2 separate regions of the Mus musculus genome follow, and region 2 is linked to region 1. A link is a contact called in public promoter capture Hi-C data. All regions are on one chromosome and are shown on one strand. The core of a region is the stretch at or near the end of the contact, and the rest is flanking DNA. Distances in the headings are between cores, read along the strand shown.

Region 1 (6,372 bases), core at 2,732-5,231:
GCTTCAAACAAACCAGCAGCAGCAGCAGCAACACCACCAACAAAGCCTACACAGAGCCTCCTGGAAGTGGGGTAGCATTTCCTTTCAGTTGAAAGCTTCTCTATGCCTGGCAAAAGGACTGTGGGGTTTTCCCTTTCCTTGTGCAAATGGGGCTTGCTTCTAAAGGCCATAATGTTCATCTTTTCATTTGAGAGTAATCAGGGATAGTAGGGTGTTCTGTTTTGGATTTGGTCTGACTATGACCTACAGGGGCATGTTTTGGAAACTTGGTCCCTTGTGTAGCAATGCTATGAGATGGTTGTGCCTTTAGTAGGTAAAACACAGAGGGAGGTAATAAGCTGTTGTAAACTCTGCCTTCTGAAGGACTTGATGAAGTTCTCTTGAGAGTCTGTTTAGTTCTCATGACAAGATTGTTATAAAGGGATATCCCTGATCTCTCTCTCTCTCTCTCTCTCTCTCTCTCTCTCTCTCTCTCTCTCTCTCTCTCTCTCTCTCTCTCTCATGTGTGTATGTATGTGTGTGTGTGTGGTGTGGTGTGTGTGTTCTCTTTGCTCAATTACATGCGCACATACACTGTCCCTCCCCCTGCTGTGTAGTCTTCAGTATTCCTTACTACATTGACCTGATGCACAGCTGAGATCATGTCATAATCTTCACCTTATGAGACTGTCATCTAGATAAACTTTTCTCTAACACATTTGGCCTCTGGTATTTCATTATAGTAAAGAAAAATTGACTAATAAAGGGGCATGGTAGTTGAAGATAGAAATTAGAACTTAATCTGCCACTGGTATAGTTAATGGAAAGATTCTGAGTATAGAACGAGTTGAAAAGGAAATAACTTTTCCCCCTTGAGCTTGGGTGGAGATTTGCAGTATTAGTTCAAAGAACGGGGCACCATGCGAAATCTGGCCAACAGCCTTTGTAAGTTTACCCAGTGTTCTTCCCATAAACCATACTTCTCTTTGTCTTACCATCTTTTCTCATAACTCTCCACTTACCACATCTAGGGCAGGAATTCCAAATGAAGACCCTAGTGTCATAGATAGCATGCTAAATACATATGTGGCTTCTCTGTTGCTAACCTGTCCTTTAGCACATGGACTCAAGGAAAATGTATTCTCTCTCTCTCTCATATATACCCAAAGCTCTCCAAAGCTCTCCTCACCCAGCGCTCAAACATGATGCCCTTTATATACTTTAGTATGCCTTGTATTTATTGCCAGCATCTCAGCATCCGCCATGATCTAGAAGGAGAGCAATGTTCAATCTTGTCTGGCTCTCTGCCCTCTCTTTATATGGGTTGGAAACATAGCTTGCGTTGACACCCTCTGCCTGTCCACTGATCCCCGTCTTTCCGAGTGAAGACCCTTTGGTCTTACACTAAATCTGTCTGGGTCTACTTGGTCTCGCCCCAAAAGTTTACTCAGAAAATGGATTAAGGTTTTTTTTTTGTTTGTTTTTGTTTTTGTTGTTGTTGTTGTTGTTGTTTTTGTTTTTCTTATGGTTGACTGAAGAGCAAACACTGCTTTGTGTACACTGATGAAATCAAGCTTCCTAGAGAAGCTAGAATTGGGGTGACTTGTACGTGTTTGAGGGAAGCCACATGCAGAGAAGGAGTGTGCAGATAGAGAAGAAAGGTTTTGGGCATTCTAATGCTGTACACTGACCTGCAGAGCCTCCTTAGAAGCTGAGTTTCTTTCCTACTGTGTGGCATAGATTTCCTCTGGTCTACATGTGTCCCTGAGAACATGTGTGGGGCTCATTTGTTCAGTCTTCCCACTTCCTGTTCCAGCTTGCCTCAGTCTGCTGATTGAGTGAGAAGTAAATGCTTTTATCTCATTAGTACTAGGGACACCTATTGCTTAGCTTTGGGTTTTTGCTTAATTTTTGGTCTTTTTTTTTTTTTTTTAACTTTTCCAAACCTGATTGGCATAGACTGCTTTTCTCTAAGAAGACCTTGTCCTCACCAGGCTACCGTTAGCCTCTCCTTCAGACCCTTTGCCTGCATTCCTTTACCTTTCACATGTCCTCTGCTTAATGAGATCTTATGCCCTGAAGCGTGTCATGTGTAAAATATATGAATACAGAGTATAATGAACACACGTGCTGATATATTTTTACTTCTTTAAAATAAATAAAAAATCCTATATGGATTTCAAAAATAAAATGTTTGAACATTAGTTTAACACAGAGATGTGGGTTTTTTGAGGAACATCAAAATACCAAACACAGTAACATATCATAATAACTCTTCATTGAATGGTAAATATAATTTTCCGAATATCTTTGATAAAAAATATCTGAAGGGATTAAAGTTCATAGCACTATGTTTCTGGAAACCCACCTCTTTGGCTCCAGCCTTTCATGTGAGCGGCATGGAGGAAACTGCCAGTGTGGTGGGCAATGAGGATACAGAGTGAGGACCGGAGAGGAAAATGATAGATAGATCAGCAATGGCTACTTGCTAAGTTGCAACAAGTAGTCCAGGTGATGCTGAAAAGTCAAAATGAGAGTACAAACCAGTCCTTTGATGGTCCCTGTGTCTAACTGGCTGTTCTCACGGTGTACATCTTTGCACGTGTGTGTGTGTGTGTGTGTGTGTGTGTGTGTGTGTGTACGCGTGCGTGCGTGCATGTGTGTGTGCGTGCGTGCGTGTGTGCGTGCGTGTGTGTGTGTGTGTGTGTGTGTTTGTTTTTGTGGTTGTTTTATTCTGATTCTCTGCCATCTTTATTGTCAAATTTCACTAAACACTGGCCATGCACTATAATGTGAATATGCTAATATTCCAAGCTAAATGATTGTCATGTCTGAACATTCTTCACTGTCAATAAGATTAAACAGTCAGGCGGAACACTGTGGCACCTGACCTGCTATCCCAACACTAAGGAGGCTGAGTAAGGAGGATCACGAATTTGAGGTGAGCCTGGGCTGCACGACAAAACACTGTCAACAACAACAACAACAACAAAATAAGAAATAATTTAGTTCCCTACTTTTATAAATGAGTTGAGTTTTTTAAATTGTCAACAATATATTGTAAAAGCTACCATTGAAAACTGTTTTCTAGCAAGTGATTTTTTATTTAACTCAAGTGTTTGGAAGTAGGTTTTTCTAAAGGATTAAATAATTTAATATGACCTCACCCTGTTCTAAGTCAAGGGAATTAGCAGCCAAGCATTAAGGGTGCACATTGGAAGCTGGGGTGACCAGGATGAATGAAGAGCAGCTGGGGCTGTCATTAGCATGTGCTTAGCTGCACTCTCCACAATCCAGACATTAGACCCGCCCAGCTTCCAGCCATCAGTGTATACATTTCCACCAGGAGGATCCTGAGATTGCTCAACTTCTACTGTCTTCACAGGGCAGGTCTCCGCAGGTGAGCAGCTTTCCCAGCGATTGTGTGTATGACTCAGAGTTGCTCTAGTGGCTGTGCCCATAGCAGTGTGAGGCAAGTTCCCATAGAATATTGCCACATGATAGTATTGAGACACTTAGAGGGAAAATAAAAGAGACTAAGCCAAAGAGGTATTTTGATGACTGTTGTGTTTAGTATTGATATGCTAACACACACTTGGTTCAATATCTGTGTCATAGTGATTGCAGTATCAGGTTCTGCACTGATTTAAGGTTTGGACAGCTTACACAGCATGCGTGCACTCTCATCACTTAAAGCGTGTGGCACTAGAAAGCAATGCTCTGACTGAATGGACAGCAAAAACATAAAAATAAAAATGGGTGAACTTGAGGCTAGTGCTGGCCACCATTAATGTGTTTATTTATATGGGTGAGCTCATAATGTATGTTTCAAAGGAAACATTAGAAACAGAAAAGTTAGAATTATCTACAGTAAATAAAAATGATAGACAAGAAGCTATTACACCCACATTAAAATATTTGGCTCCCTGGGGACTGTCAGCCTCAGCCAGTGATAGTTTGCACATATACAGTGCAACAGTGACCCCATTAGGCAGAGTTTCTCTTCCTTTTCTACCTTTCCAGGTGGACAAAAGGAAGAGATGCAGGCAATTGGGCAAAATAGGGGTGTTTAGAATGTGCCAAGGAGGGAGGTGAGATTTTAGCATTATCGTCATAGTGCCAATGATATTTAGCAAGTTCTTACTCAATAACATAAATTATTGAATTTGAATAATCAAAATTCCTGAAGGACAAGCCATATCTCTACGGTCCCCGAGGATACCGGCATAAAGTTGTCTTTAATTAAATGTACTTGAAATTCTCTAAAGTAAACCCGGGAGAGAAACTAAAACAAATCCACTGAGGAAGTTGCACTTCTGAGGTCGAACCACTAGAGGGCAGGAGAGCCCTGCTACTTTTGTTTTGCAACAGTCCTCTGGACACTGAGCCCCTCACCACTTGCCCTTGCCTGGTCCCCACCTCATGACTGGTTAAATGGTCTCTGCAGAAAGGGTCTCCAATCTTATTTCTAAAGTACCAGGCCTTTACAGTTCCCCAGGGACTTGTACAGAAGCAGAAAGCAAGTATGTATTTTACAGATTACATTGTTTCTGCTTTTGTGGAACTTTGTTTTTTGCTCTGGAGAAAAAAAAGGATAGAGCCACAGGCTTACAAGGTTTGTCCTTCCTTCCTTCCTTCCTTCCTTCCTTCCTTCCTTCCTTCCTTCCTTCCTTCCTTCCTTCCTTCCTTCCTTCCTTCCTTCCTTCCTCCCTCCCTCCCTCCCTCCCTCCCTCCCTCCCTTCTTTCTTTCTTTCTTTCTTTCTTTCAGAAAAGACCAAATTAGCTAATTTTTTACAAATACCTTCTTTATGAAAATCTAATTTAAAATGGGACAGTTTTAAAGACAATTTTAAAATGTAGCTAATTGTATTCCAAACAAAATATTCCATATAAGAAAACTAAAAGAATATCCACACTAAGTGCCAATGCTCAGAAGCCAGACGTTTTATTAATATTACTACTACTTCACAGAATTTTTAAATTACTTTGAAAGCACATTTTATGGTTTTCTTTTCCCACCCTCTCAATAGAGCTTTCATTCTGATAGGATGAGAGATTTGGTGGATTTTTTCCTGACTTAAGGTGAAGTCGGCTTGAGTGTCGCTTCAGGGCTTTAGTGGAGAGGATTTAAAGAAGCCGTTGTTCTCCTCCTTCGCTGACCTTCAGCCTCCTCTTGGTAAGTTTCATCTCTGGAACAAACAGAAATAAGCTTATCTGGCATCTTTGGCTTGGGACACTTAGAGTTACGCTTCTACAGACATATGAGCCTACTAAGTTTTCTTGCTGTAGAAGAGTATGATTTGAAAAACATTTTTTTTCCTTATAGAGAACATGCACATAAAACTATACTCTAGTCTTAGGCCCTTAGGATCACCAAAATAGTCTTCATTCTGTTTAATGGCAATTTGTATCCATTGAACATGGTAAATTCTGAAAACTAAGGCATGTTATCCCTGTGTGATAAGAGCCAAGGTTCACTAAATTAATAAACATCCAGTATTATTAACACTCCTGGTACCTTCTTAGTTTTTGTTAAAGTCTCCCCTCTTCACAGAAGTGCTTCCTGACACTTTACATTAAGTGGGTTTTAAGCAGAGATGACAGCTAATACTGTACTGTGTCAAACAGTGCCTTCAATTTCTAGCAAAAGTAATGCATTTTTACAAAATCCTTCTTTGTTTTCTCCCAATTTTTCTTTGGTAGCCCCATGATCTTAGTGCTCTGTCTTTCAGTAAGGGATTAAAAGCATGCAGGGTGTATACGTAGCCCCGGGCAACTTCCTGGAAGGCTTTGCTGAAGTCCCCTTTTAAGCTTAGGGCTCCTGGCTCAGCTTAGCTTTTTCTCTTAATGTGTAAATCGACTATTACTCACTCTGAAGTTCAGTCTACACTGATCCTTAGGAAACTGCAAGAATACAGTAGTAAAACAGAAAACAAACAAAGCAAAAGCAAAACAAACAACACCCCCCCTCCCGTACCTAAAGGAAAGGCCTTGGAAGACCTCCACCAGCCATGGGTTCCTACCGTCTTGGAATATGCTTTGGCTAACACTTTCGTGGTGTTAACCGCAAAGATGGTATCTTTATTTCCTTGGAGCAAAAGAAAAAAAATCTTCATGAGCCTTGGAACAGTCGTTGTAGACCTGTATTTGCATCGTGGCTTTTCTCAATTCGAACCCTGTCCCAACTTCTGTTCAATTGGCTATCTATTCCCCGGCTATCAGAGAATGGTGTGATTTCACGTTACAACTTCACTGTAAAAGCCTTTCTTTCTATGGGGAGCAGCACTCTTCTGAAGTAGCCGATTCTTCCCTTTGGATACTATCTTAAGTAAAAAGAGATCGTTTGACAATGTTAAGCTTGAAATGTAGTGACCTTGGTTAATCCATTATTAA
Region 2 (6,372 bases), core at 1,318-3,817, 1.4 Mb before region 1:
CTGAGCTTATGTTAGGAAAAAGACTCCACACCACAGATTTCAGAAATTTAAAAAATATGACACTGTAGACTCCAAAACCAAGGGCAGCCCAAATCAGCATCCCCAGAGAGACGGCATCCGTACCCACGTTTGCAGTCCCAGCTTTCGCCTCTTCATGTGGTTTCCATGACTGAACACCATGAAAATCAATGGTTACTTTCATCAACGGCTTGTTGACGCTAGAGTTCCTTCTTGCTGTTGTAAAAACGTGTCAAGTTTTCACTCTTAAAAACAATTTTATGTCAAATTCGTTTTCAGAATAAATTAAGGCCCAAGTTAAAAGAGGAAATGAATTCTTGTTTTTAATTACATTAACATGGAGACATTCCCTATTTTAATTTTTATGGAAGCATTTTATAAATACCAAAACAGACCCAATTATTATCTTCATGTTTATATAGTCTATATTTCATCATTCAGGGACAGTCCATATTTTATAAACAAAGTCATTATTTGCTAGTGAACAAACAGGTAATTGTGATATATGCTTCAAAAATCACCTCTCTAAAAGGTCACCTACAGGTCATTTCAGGGAAAATGAATTTTTAACATTGATGAAATGCTTGAGACTTGAATCCAGGACCATGCAACAGCAGCATCGAAGGCTATAGTTTTAATTAATTAATCACATTCTTTTACTGTAGTTTTAATTAATGAATGAATGGTATTCTTTACTATATTCAAGAGGCTCAACTACAGTGGCAAGAGATTATTTTGTTTGATTTCAGTGAATCTGACTTAAAAAAAATGTTTTATTAGTTCTTCAATCATACTTTACTACCCTCAATTCTTCTGAGATCTGCCCTGTTTCTCCATTCACCCAACTATGTGCCTTTTGGCTTTTATTTTTTTAACATCAAGTTATTCTTGGATGTGTGATCTTCTGCTGGAGCAGTGTGGTTGTCTTACCAGGGGTTATATTCTTGGAGAAACCTGAGTGCCAATAGCTTCTTGGCTAGGGGTGGGATTTCAGGCCCACGTGGACTGGCAGAGGTCTTGTGTGTGACGTCACAACCTTGGTGAGTCCAATGTGCAGCTGCCCCAATGTTTCCCTGTAGCGTCCGTGCCTCTGGCTCTTACACTCTTTCCGGCCTCTCTTCCTCAATGACCCCTGAGCCTTAGGAAAGGGGACTATGGTATATATATTAACTTGAGGGCTGAATATTCTGCAGTGTCTTATTTTCTGTGCCTTTGGCCAGTAGTTGTGGCCAAATATATATTAATCTGCTCTGTAACCTAAAACGTCATGTCCCTCATATTTGGTCTGCCTGTGTGGTCTATTAGAGGTTGTTCAAACAACATAATACAGCTACCTACATAACTGTAGTTGAGTGACTGATTAAAGATCCAGAGCTACACACACTTCATTACTACCAGCTGTAACCAAATGTTCTTTCTCTCTCGCTTTCTGCAGTACAACGGAGCAGAGCTAGCCCATTGGGTCCCATGGTCAACGTGTCTTATTGAAGAGACTTTATAGTCATAGACAATTTTTGTTTCTTTTTCAGTCAGTTTTCAGAAACAAAAATCTACATTTACTTTTCTAACCAAGTCACACATTGAACAACCCCAAGTAAACTATATATATATATATATATATATATATATATATATTCTTGTTTTACAATCATTCTCCAGTTATGAAGACTATATTTTAAACTTATTTTTCCACGATTAAAGCTCACCAATTCATAGGAAATGATTTGCTAAAACAGGATCTGACAAGCTAGAGCTCACTTTTAAGAAGCAGTGCTGAGGCAAAAAGCTTGTTGCACAGGTGCCCTGAGGATGCCCTGAGGCCCGGTGCTGAGCTGCAGCAAGAGAGGCAGTTGGCTTTGCAAAGAGCTAGCAAATACCCAACTGTTGGGCTTCAGTCTCAAGGATAAGGGCAGGGAGACATAAAGCGTGGGCCATTTCTCCCTTAGCACCTCAGCCACAAGAACCACAGTCTAAAAAATCCTAACAGAACCCCTACCCTACCTCTGCTAACTGGTACTGGTAACTCAGTGGCTGACAGTCAGTGGGAGACTTGGGCAGGTTGGTCTTCAGGAAGGGAAATTCTAACAAAAGCAGACTCTGAAAGAAACTGTAAAGAGACCTGGGGTTAGCCCCACCTCTGTCACTTCCACGGCTTGGCTTCCAGCGTGACCTCTTTCTGGTTTTGCTCATCAGCAAACTGGGGACAGTTTTAGAGTTAGACATGGTGCTGTGTAGTTGGCAAGGGTGTTCTCTCTTGCCTTCCTCCCCCTCCCAGGGAACTCTTTGTTCTGTGTGGTTTGTGTCGACTTCCCAGACCTCAAAAGCTGACAACCCCTCAACAAAAGGCCTACCCTGGACTCGGCCACTTTGATTGGCGGCAGTTCTACGACACTCTTGTCTCTGTCATTTAACTGCATGACAAGAGCGGTTTTTTTGTTTGTCTGTTTGTTTGTTTTGTTTTTTTCCCCAAATTCTGAGAACACTAGCTGGCCTGGGAGGCCCCTTTCTTATTAACCAAAATAAAAACAAATTGCCACTAGATGGCACTGCTTGTTGTTGGTCAGAGACAAGGAACTCCTTTCTGTTCTGGGCAGGGAGGGGCCAATTTCACACATTACATCAAGATCTGAGAATCAAACAGACCCCACCTAGGAGCTGGGGAAATTACCTCCACAGGTTGTCTTTATCCAGAGGTGATTTTAAAGGAATATATTGTGTTTGGATGTCAATGTTCAAAGGCTCCAAGGCAGAAAATTCCATTTCAAAAGAAAGTGTGATTAATGAAGCCACATAAATCCTGCCGAGCCGGAGCCATGGCAGGGATCACACCACACAAATCAGACAGCTGGGAGCCTCTCTCACTTTCTCCTGTTCCCATTTCTACGTCGTCACTGCATCCCTTGCTTCCTCTTTTCTTCTTTGTCATTTTGTGAACACACGGATCACCAAATCCAAAACAGGAGGGATTTTGACCGGAACTCATGGCTGCAGCTGCCTTCAAGCTGGGGCCTGGTCATTTGTGCTTTCTGCTTTTCCCAAGAATTCCAAAGGCCGACAGAGGCAGTAACAACCACAGCCTCACTAACTGCCTGCCAAACCTGAGGCAAGTCTGGATCTTTACATAGCCCACTCTTACACAGAGACAAGACTGAACTGAAGGATACTGTAGCTCTATACTAGAAGGGTTTTAGATGAGGTCTTGGGGTATTTTAGTGTACCTCACTAGGAACTTTACCCCCAAATTTCCTTGAGACAATGATGTTTCTGCCTCTTCAGAATCCTGTGCTTTTATAGCTGCTACCTGTGGCCCATGCTCTCTCAGATTTTTCCATCCAGGTACACAGCCTTCTCTCTCTCTCTCTCTCTCTCTCTCTCTCTCTCTCTCACACACACACACACACACACACACACACACACATAGTTCACACATTTCTGCCTTACTTGCTGTACTTAGAGTCCCCTCAGTGCACTAGAGTCATAGTCTCCTCTAGTCTTTGGCATCTGCTTCCAAGAATGAATCCAGTTCCCAGAGTGACCGTGACAGAAGGTTACCATGCTATCTAGAGTAAGGGCCATGGTCAGTCTAGTTGTCAAACATTCGAGCCCTAGGGCAGATGCTCTATTTAAACAACAAGTTACTTGATGGGTGCCCATCATAGACAAATACCTTGGTCTCGTCTCACCTCTCTTTGTCTACATACATGATATGACTGGCAAATATACCCTACGGAAGGGATGTGTAGACAACCTGAGCAAGTAAAGCAACCGTACAGAGGGCAGAGTGAATGCAAACACTCACTATGCTCACTACGATCCTCGGTACTACAACTTGGTTTTTAAGTTTTTAAATTCTTGTGTGTGTCACTGGTGTGTCTGCCTGGGTACTTGCACCGTGGTGTGGCTATGGAAGTCAGAGCACTTTGTGGAGTCAGTCCTCTCTTTCCACCTTTATGTGGGTTCCGGAGGTCAAACCACATTGTTAGGCTTGCTCAGCAAGTACCTATAGTTGTTGGCCTTCTCAATGGCTTATAATTATTATAATTATCACCATTACAATATGCTAGGCACAATGGCAGCTCAAGAGGCTAGAAGACTAAACAAAATGGGTAATATCTTTGCCTTAACGGAAGAGACAAAATTCATCTGACAAATTCAGTAAAAGAGTATAAAAAAAAAACAAGCAAGTCACAAAAATGATAAACATATGAACAACCATTTAACCCCATTTGGAAACCTAGAGCAATCTTCCTTTTATGACCAAGAGCCCAAAAGACTGAAAAGTAGTCTTCACAGAGATAACTGCTGCATACCACATGCTCTGGCTCTTGTGTGAAAGGCAAAAAGGAAAGAGACTTGGTCCCCTCTTGCAGTCTCAGCTTGGCTCTGATGCGGGGCGACCTGAAGGAATCTCGGCATCCGTGTGCAGCGTGGGGAACTTGCATCTTCAGGAGCATCTTCATGTCTGCGGGTGCCTTTGAGTGCCTGTGAAATGGCAGAGGCACATACCGAATAGCAACTTCCCTTCTTTTCTCTGAGAAAGGGTTTCTGTGTTGCCCTGGCTGCCCTGGAACCTGCTTTGCAGACCAGGCTGGCCTTGACTCATAGAGCTCCACCTCTCATGTGCTGGGTTTAAAGGCCTGTGCCACCATGCCTGGCTCCCCCTTTTTTTCCTGCTTTTAAGTAAAAATGTATTTGGTTTGATCCATACACTCCGTACACACTGTAGACAGCATCATTATAATATAATAATAAAGACAGGGCTTTCAGTGAGCTTAATGTCCATAGGAGAAATTAGGCATGCAAATAGATTGCTATAATCCAACAAACTATTGTAGGTGTAGGAAAGGCCTTGGGAGAATGCAGGACCCATGGCCTATAGAGAGACTCTACTGTTAGAAGGGACAAGCCCGCAGGATGAATTGAGAGGAGAATCTGTGGCAAGATTGCAAACACTCTCAAGCTATGAACAGGAAGCTGTTTTCCCTTTAAGCCAAGTTTACACTTTCCCCAAGTCACAGTTCAGGAGGAGTTGGAACTGCTCAAAGACTGGACCACTCCTGTCTAGTCAATCAACTTCATCTTTGAAGCATTTACCCAGGAGAAAGGCAGTGGGGTAAACAAAGAGTTGGATAGAGGTAAAAAATGAGAGAGGGGGGAGAGGGAGAGAGAGAGAGAGAGAGAGAGAGAGAGAGGGAGAGGGAGAGGGAGAGGGAGAGGGAGAGGGAGAGGGAGAGAGAGAGAGAGAGAGAGAGAGAGAGAGAGAGAGAGAACCTGGAACAGATGACTACCATGTACTCTGCAAGCAAACCAAACTTCTTCACATTTTCTCCTTTAATCAAAAAGATACACAGATAAATTCCCCTCAGATTGTCCTGAGATTCGGGGCCCAAGCACATTTCATTCCTTCATTCTTCCATTTTAATGAAGGTTTGTTGGATGTATATCAAGTGTTTTAAACTATGTGCTATTCTGTGTTGGAAGAAATAAGGATCGAAGCTGGGCATATGTGGGGAATTGTCTTCCTCCCAATAAAATGGAAACTACAACAGTCCCTTTAAGCTATTGTCACAGGACAGCAGTCCCACAGTTGGGCTCATAACAAGTGTTTTCTGAATACCCAAATCAGGATGTAGCAATGCCTGAAATTGCAAACTAAAACTCACGAATGAAAGAAAATTCAGTTCTTTTCTCTGGTTTCTCTTTCCTTCCTGATGATCCCTGCCCTACAAGTATGTAGGCTAATAAGTAACTGAAGGTCCAGGTGAATTTTATTCCAATCCAGAAGTCTAAATATGCCACATGGCTGATAGTTTGTCTTTCCAAATGTAGTTCAGTATCAATTGCTTTGACCTGGAGTCTCCCCCAGTTCTCAAGAAGTACAGAGTTGGGGGAAGGAAGAGGTGGTGGGATTCATCAATTCTCACAGGTACACAGTGAGTGGGGCACAGACGGCACACAATGCCCCTGGTTGTAGTCACCCCACGGGGCCACGAGTGACAGACATCGTGTTCTGGCTTTGCTCTTCTTTATTGGGGTCTCCTAGACTACTGAGGCTGATGCAGCCTCTCTCACCTGGGCCATCCGATTGGTATTGGAACTCGTGGGTATCCTTCACACCATATTCAAAGCTAAGGATGAGCTAGGAAACTGAATCCCAGACATTGACTCTGCCTGTACACACCTCATGCCCTAGGGAGGAGCCAGCCACTCTGGTCTCCATATTGTCCCAGTACGCATCCCTGTTTTAGACAGTAAACCCCTCTAAGGGTAATTGGATCAGGCTTGATCAGTTCATGTCCTGCTTTCCACATTCTCTGCAATCATCTTTAAAGTGTTGCCAGCACCAGAAATGTA

What was found. Promoter capture Hi-C pulls out the DNA fragments that hold promoters and counts their contacts.
Region 2: a contact with region 1 is called in a promoter capture Hi-C map of hippocampal neurons, with 5 times the contacts expected there. The contact joins two enhancer-like sites. A contact is called at or near these places in 1 of 39 promoter capture datasets (hippocampal neurons), 5 of 484 Hi-C or Micro-C datasets (3T3-L1-derived adipocytes, cerebellar granule neurons, cerebellum and 2 more) and 1 of 115 datasets of contacts at active chromatin or transcription factors (T-cell acute lymphoblastic leukemia).

Annotation. Positions count from the first base shown.
Region 1 is chr4:81,250,105-81,256,476 of GRCm38.p6, reverse strand. No RefSeq gene overlaps it. Among named protein-coding and RNA genes, the nearest start is that of Gm25803, 85 kb to the left of the region's middle. Within about 2 kb of position 3,981, at least 17 of the 459 cell types and tissues checked have an H3K27ac peak or open chromatin away from gene starts, as enhancers often do. A contact at or near this core is called in hippocampal neurons, where this site is marked.
Region 2 is chr4:82,610,561-82,616,932 of GRCm38.p6, reverse strand. No RefSeq gene overlaps it. Among named protein-coding and RNA genes, the nearest start is that of n-THgtg10, 5.9 kb to the left of the region's middle. Within about 2 kb of position 2,567, at least 47 of the 459 cell types and tissues checked have an H3K27ac peak or open chromatin away from gene starts, as enhancers often do. A contact at or near this core is called in hippocampal neurons, where this site is marked.